Regions from separate parts of the Mus musculus genome. Here region 2 is linked to region 1. The links are chromatin contacts, called in public promoter capture Hi-C maps. All regions are on one chromosome and are shown on one strand. The core of a region is the stretch at or near the end of the contact, and the rest is flanking DNA. Distances in the headings are between cores, read along the strand shown.

Evidence for each region. Promoter capture Hi-C pulls out the DNA fragments that hold promoters and counts their contacts.
Region 2: a contact with region 1 is called in a promoter capture Hi-C map of liver. The contact joins the enhancer-like site here to the promoter of Sik3 in region 1. A contact is called at or near these places in 18 of 39 promoter capture datasets (3T3-L1-derived adipocytes, the C10 cell line, the HPC-7 cell line and 12 more), 2 of 15 datasets of contacts at CTCF or cohesin (CD8 T cells and the G1E-ER4 cell line), 28 of 484 Hi-C or Micro-C datasets (3T3-L1-derived adipocytes, the AtT-20 cell line, CD4 T cells and 13 more), 44 of 115 datasets of contacts at active chromatin or transcription factors (the 230-238 cell line, CD8 T cells, the HPC-7 cell line and 26 more) and 4 of 9 other capture datasets (adipose tissue, embryonic stem cells, liver and 1 more).

The regions. Positions count from the first base shown.
Region 1 is chr9:46,011,046-46,014,534 of GRCm38.p6, forward strand. Sik3 (SIK family kinase 3) reads left to right here and starts at 1,775. Exons shown (of 25, transcript NM_027498.3): 1 at 1,775-2,085. The coding sequence starts at 1,813. It also overlaps a transcript of Pafah1b2 not described here.
Region 2 is chr9:46,148,773-46,152,261 of GRCm38.p6, forward strand. The region is part of intron 3 of Sik3 (SIK family kinase 3); the gene reads left to right. Among named protein-coding and RNA genes, the nearest start is that of Gm46110, 71 kb to the left of the region's middle. Within about 2 kb of position 1,584, at least 120 of the 459 cell types and tissues checked have an H3K27ac peak or open chromatin away from gene starts, as enhancers often do. A contact at or near this core is called in CD8 T cells, the G1E-ER4 cell line, the HPC-7 cell line and 21 more, where this site is marked.

The sequences.
Region 1 (3,489 bases), core at 525-3,024:
ATTTTCCAATTATGTCTAAATGTCTAAGAGTGGAAGACACTCTGGGTGCACAGCCTAGACAAGAGTGGCTTCAGTACTGATTCTAAGCCTTCCAGAGAGAAAGCTTGTTTTTCTTTGTCTTACCAGGAGAGCTCCCCACCTCCAGGGAGATGGTAAACCTCATTCTGAGGTCCAGCCCCTAAGTTATTGGCTTTGCTAGATTCCAGCAAGGGCCATGAAGTTGTAAGGGCCACACCCAATCATTCATCTCAGATTTCGTAATCTCACTTGATGAATAGGTTTAAGCAGCCTAAGAAGCAAGGTCCACTTCATCCCTGTCTTTATTTGCTTGTAAAGGAGCCAATTAGTGTTAATTGTGCTGGCAATTTGAAATAGCCACCAGGGAACTGATTCAAGGCAGTTGTGGGATGACCCCTCTGTCCCATCCTAGACCCAGCCATTACTTATGTCACATGGGGGGAATCAGAACATTGGGGAAAGACCTGTGGTCAGAAAGGGTAAGCATGTATTTCCTTTCTCACATACCCAGTGACCTGGATGTCACTTTTTGATACTGCACAGAGATGTGACAATACTCCTGTGCCATGGAGGGAGATACAGGTGTGGGTAGAATAGCACTGGATACATGAGATACAATTATATAGAGGAATGCACACAGCCTTCTTCCTTCCTTTTCTAACGGACCAAAGGCTATCTCTCCTTTACAGCCCAATTTCCTATCCCCACCAGAGGCAGATAAATCAATCTACTTAATAAGGAAGGAGGAGGGGGAGAGGCTCAGTTACAGCCCAGGATGTGGAATGTCAGATAACAGGAGGGAAGAAAGAGGGATATGAGTTTTATTGCAGGGGTTATTAATTTGATCACTCTTAATGTCCTTGGAGAGTCATTAGTAGGGATGGAATTTATATTAGTTACTCGTTTTGCTTAACGGATTGCTCATCTTTAAGCATGACGTGGCCCTGAATGCAACACACTTCACCAGTACTAACCCAGCAACAGAAAACGAGTGAAGAGATTCTGACCAACTGGCTGGAGAATTGTTCCGAGTCAGGGGTGGCAGGAAGGAAAATGACGGTCCTTTTCTGGCCCTCACCCACCCAAAGACTGGAACGCATGTTTGGGATGGGTTCAACATCCTTGAATATGCAAACTCTAATTTCCGCACTCTTCTGTGTTCGATGACTTATTAGATTGATTGTACGAAGTGAGCTGGGCTTTGTAAGAGTTTTTGCTGAACAATTCCCCTGCCTTGCTACCAACTTGGTTACAGTTGCTTAAATACTGTAGCTATTCCTGCCTCTGTGGCCTCCAGGGCTAAAGTGGGACAAGGCTGGTATTTTTGGTGACGAGGAAATCCTTTTAAGGGAGGTTTGGTGATGACTGAACTGGGACACAGGTCGGAGCAGGGATCCCATCAGCGAACCAGGGGCCATCGGGAGTCTGGTTCTGGGGTCTCCCCATCTCATATCCCTACCTCGCTAGGCGCGGCGGAAGCTTAGAAGTTGCTGCTGACCCTCGACGTTTTCAATGCCTGTTCCCCAGAGGGGGGCACTAGGGAGCCGGCGCCTCAGGAACAGGGACCCACGCGGGAAGGTCGAGCTCGCCCGGTGAGGTCACGGTTGCCATGGCTTCGGGCAGTGACGCGCGTCCGCACGTGACGCGCGGTTGCCATGGCGTCGGGCGCCCGGCGGCGCGGGAGCCCCGCCTCCCGGAGTGACGTCTGTCGGCAACCCCCCTCTTTCGGCCCCCCCGCGCCCCCTCCCCCCCGGCCGGCTCCCCGCGGCCCCGGAGGTTTCACTGCACAACAAGATGGCGGCGGCGGCGGCGAGCGGAGCTGGCGGGGTTGCCGTGGCCGGAGCAGGGGGAGCCGGGCCGGCCGGCCGCCTGCTGCCTCCGCCCGCCGCGGGGCCCCCGGCAGCCCCCGCCGCAGTGCCCCCGGCCGCCGTCCCGGCGCGTCCCACAGCCCCGGCCTCCCGCGGGTCGATGGCCGCTCGCATCGGCTACTACGAGATCGACCGCACCATCGGCAAGGGCAACTTCGCTGTGGTCAAGCGGGCCACGCACCTCGTCACCAAGGCCAAGGTAGTGGCGCTGGGGACCGCGCGGCTGCGGGCTGCGCTGCCCGGGGGGCGTTGCAGCAGGGCGGTGGGGCCAGGGGAGTCCGCGATTCCCCGGGGCTCGGGTCAGGGTCAGCAGTGGGGACCGGTGCTGGCGGGAGAAGGCAGGGACCTCAGAGCGGAGGGGTTCCGGAAGGGGGGGCTCCGGGAACTTAGCAGCTGGACATCGGAGAGGTCCCCAGGGCTGTGCGCAGGGTCGGGGGGGGGGGGTGACTGGAAAGGAGGCGTTGGAACTCTCTGGGGGCCGGCGGACTGCACGCCAGGAAGACTCCGGAACCAGCAATTAGGAAACCATCAGAACGAGGGCAGGGGCATATGAAATGTGGACCACAGGATGGGGGAGACGCGCAAACTGGCTGCCTCAGGCTTCCCAGGACGGCTGGGGCATGGGGCTGAGGGTGTGCGGTGGGGTGCAAGACACCGGGAAGAGAAGGACCTGGCACCTATACCAGAGAAAGGAATCCACGTTTGATTATTTAAGACGGGGAGATGGTGTCAGTTGTAAGCCTGAGGAAGTATACTTGATTATGGGAAGAGTCAGTGAAGAAAGCAGGGAAATAAGGGGGAAAAAAATGGAATGGACCCATGACCAGATGTCCCAAGGCTCAGGGTTCCTGGTGACACTAGCTAACCAAGGGTTAAACAATTTAGGATAAGATGGTTTGCTGGTTATTTTTAGTTGTCAGAGGGTCTGAAATGGTGGGCTTTTTAGAACTCGGGGTGGGCTTTTCAGTAGGGAAGGGAACCGTGGGATTGGCACGACAGAATTCCACTCATTTGGGCCCTTTGGTTCCCAAGGGATTTGAGGAGCTGTAGTAGTGAAACTGGCCAAGGTCAGTTAGGAAACCATGTATGTATACGCATGTAGTATATTTTTTAAAGGACTCAGAGGGTAGCACTTTTACCTATCTTTCTTCATTGAGAGTATCAAGGAAAATCATTCAGTTTTGATGGAAGCCACAAAACCCATTTGAATTCCCAACTCGTCTTTGCTCAATACCTCACTTAAATGGATACTTTTAACGTAGTAGTCATTCCTTATATTTAAAACAGTAGCTTGAGTTTTTCTTCCGCCTGGCTAATGAAAAACCTTTACTACCTAAGCATGCTCCTCCGGGAGACCCAGGACTCCCCTCCCCTCCTCCCCCTGGCCGCTGTTTACCTTAGCCTACCTTGTTTTGGCTTTTATAGCAGTCCCTCCCTGCCAGGACTTATCTGGGCCTCGTATCCTGCTTATTGGCAACCTGAAAGTTCCTTTCCTTGCCTCTCTCTGTCAAAGACTACAAGGGGCCCTTCTTCCGAGGGTGGCGGCGGGCAGAGTGATTGGTCAGTTTCACTTCCTCTGGTGGGACCCCTTCAAGCCTCAAGT
Region 2 (3,489 bases), core at 334-2,833, 140 kb after region 1:
GTGTAGGAACTCAAGAATAGAAGCATCATTCAGACTAGCCAACCTGTGCTGATACACTGGGACAGTATGAGAGGCATCTGTTTCTACTGCAGGAAACCACAATTAACATTTTATTAAAAGACTTTTGGGATAGGAGGAGGTGCCTTATCACAAGCAAACAGGCCTTTGGATTTAGAGATACGGAGCCCTGTGAAAATCAGTCATGCTTCATGTAATCATGTAAATGGGCTAGGTATCAAAAGTATTTAAAAAGAACAGAAAATGCCCTTAGTTTACAAAACCTGCTTAGTGGCAAAGTGAGTTTAAAAAAATATATGGTCAGAACTCTGTTGGTGGGTGGGTCCTGCATCCACATTTGTACTGGTTGCATTTCCCATGCCACTGTTCTCTGAACAACATACACATGTCAAGTACTTCACATGTGCCAGCTAGTGCACAAGTACAAGAAGCAGTGATGAATACAGAAGACACAAATCCCTGTTGACACTTGTTAGTAGGAGAGACAAACAACACACAAACTACATAGATGTGTAATTAGTCAGAAGATGATAAAGTGTGAAAAGTCTGGGGCCAGAGGAGCAGTGGAGAGTTGGCTCAGTTGTTAACAGCCCCTGCCGCTCTTGAAGGGGGACCAGAGTTCAATTCTTAGCATCCACGTGGTTTCTCACTACCTTCTGTGACTCTAGTTCTAGAGGCTCTGACTCCCTCTTCTGGCTTCTGTGGTCACCAGGCACACACGTGATACACAGAGAAGCATGCCAGTATAACACCCACACTAAGATAAAATCAAAGGGCAGTCAAGGGAGGACTCGGAGAAGGCTGTAATGCGATCAAAGTTCACATGTTGCTGGGAGAAAGTCAGGAGAGAACAGCGGTCCTAAGGCAAGAGCACTGTATCTGTTAGAACATGACAGAGTAGTAGGGAGAACTTTGGGGTAGTAGAATATCTCTGTATCTTTTGGAGCCAGGAGTTAAGTAAGACAGGCTTACTTGTGTGCACATGTGCAGACATTCTCACCAAGGAGTAACTCCCCAGGAAGAAAAACTGGCAGTAATTCTGCATCCTGATTACAGTGAGAAGGTTGTGTATCTGCATGTGTGCTAAAACGACACGGATACATATCACACCCATATCAGATTCTGGGCCTTGCTTCTCTTCTCTAATTGTGTAAGACTTAGCCATTGAGGAAGGTACTGGGGACCTGTTTGTATTCTCTTCCCAGTGACTTGTGACTGTTTAGAGAACAGATGCAGAAAGCCTTGGGCAGAATTGGAGATAATACTTAGGCATGTTATCAAGAGATCTTGAAATCTGGTGGCTGTTCACCCCAATTGGTGATGCTAGACAGGGTGGAAACCAGCGTGAGAAGTTGCTGGCTTCTGGGAATTTTGGGGGGTGGAGCTCATAGATTGCGTTGCTGTGTTGGATTGTGAGTCTGGGAGAAGAAATGTACAACACGGACCACTGGCAAGCTAGACAGACTGTAAAAAGAACCCCTAGCACGCCCAGAAGCCCTCTGTGTGTTTCTGCCAGGAAACAGAGCACCAAGCCTGCTTCCTCTACCCTGCGGCACCCTGACCTTCACGTCTGAGGACAATAGGAGAGCAAAGTGAGCACTCTCATTAACCTGCTTGCGGGCAGCTTGAGTTATTTTGGCCTCACCCTGGCTCTTTTGGAAAGAAGCATTTGCTTGATAAACAGGAAGTTGTTTCCAGGGCTGTAGGAAGAACAAATGATAGAACCAAGTAGCACTCTAAAGGGTTGCTGGCTCTGGTTAGTTTGGAAGGGCAGACATGGTTTCAGGCCACCACACAAGACCAGCAGAGGTGAGGCTGCGCTCACCTTCCATCTCAGGAAACAGTTTTGCCCATTGCTTGACCTGCCGTGGTTTCCATCAGCTCTGAAGAAGGAGACAGTCTGCACAGAGTGGAAAAGTGACTTATTTTAAGAAATGTTAGCTCCCTTCCTCTGTTCTATTAGTGGCATACCTCTAAGACGCCAGTGAGGCTGCTGGTCTAGGCAAGCAAAAACTGGCCTGTGTGTTTTATTCTTTGAAAGGTTCGAACTTGAATATCCACAGCATATCCCACCTCCACTTGGTGCCCCAGTAGACTGGGACAGAGTGAGAGTGAATTCTGAGGCAGGTCTGTGTGCTAGTGCTGTAGTGTTTTTGAACTGCAGACTCCATTCATTATTCTGTCACCCTCAGAGGGTATGTGAGCCTCAGAGTGCCACTGATGTTTGAAAGACTTCATGGGCGAGCACCTGAGGACCCATGGCAAGTGACCTGCCATGACTGGTAAGTGGGAAGAGATCCTCTGCCCCACTTTTGATAAGACCTCAAAAGGGAAGGAAATGCATTTCTGTTTTAGCTGGCTGGAGCCATGTTACAGTAAAGAACACTTAAATCAGCACCACATTTCAACAATAAGCTGCCAGTTAGTGCTGGGAAAGGTCGGCATGGCAGACTTTACATAGCAGGTGTCTCCTTGATGTCTGCTGAGGGAAGGAAGGGCAAGAATCAGAAGCTGATCAGAAGCCAAGGTCTGGGTACAGTTGAGACTCTATCAGGGCTGGCATTGGTAGCCAAGACACAGGAGAGCTAGCTCACCAAATGGCCTGGAGGAAGTTACTTCTAGCTGGAATCCTGCTGAAGTCCAGACTGCTTTTCTTTGACTGTTTCACTGTGTGAAAGTGCCCCACTGTAGATTCAGATCCTCTGACTGTGTAAGTGTAGGCTGGCTACTGTTCTGGGTTTCTCCCTCAGAGGTTAAATATCCCATCTGGACTTGAATATTTGCTTCCTGCCCACTGAGTCTGTAGGAACATAAAGCAACCATTTGTCAGCAGACCACTGAAAGGCAGGTTTCTACAGGGAATGAAACTGCAGGCCATTGGTTTCCTGGCACACCCACCTGATATTAGACTGAGAGCAAACTAATGGGTGGGGGGAGCCCAGTGCATGAAAATAAAAGCTGAGGCTAAGGTGTGAATGCACATGAGCCCAGAAGACAGAGCTGGAGGAGAGGAGCACAGAGCCCAGCGAGGAGCAGCAGAGTCAAGTGCTGGACTTGGGGAAGCCTGATGTGCCGCAGCTGCTTAAGTGACAGCCACAGCTACACCCACAGTTACAGCAGTAGTGTGTGGATGTTTGTAGTCGCAGTTCTGGGTGGTGTGCGTATTCCAGGCTACCCAGTATGCTGCCACTGATGCCTTCCGCCCGGACCCCAGAGTGATGAGGGTTCTGAGCAGCACAGGCAGCTGTTGGAGAGCTTGGAGCTCTTCACAAAATTCTTAACTCTTCCCCGCCATGGCGCTGAGTGAACATGTAATAAGTGTATTTTTAAATGTTGAAAATTCAAGATTTGTTATATATGGTAACTCTTAAGAGTACAAGTTTATCCCCAAATGCAGGAGCTTTTTCATTGGTCCTGGCTTGTGACAGTTGGCTTCCATTTAACAGAGCAAGGGGAGGTGAGGCTGTTGGC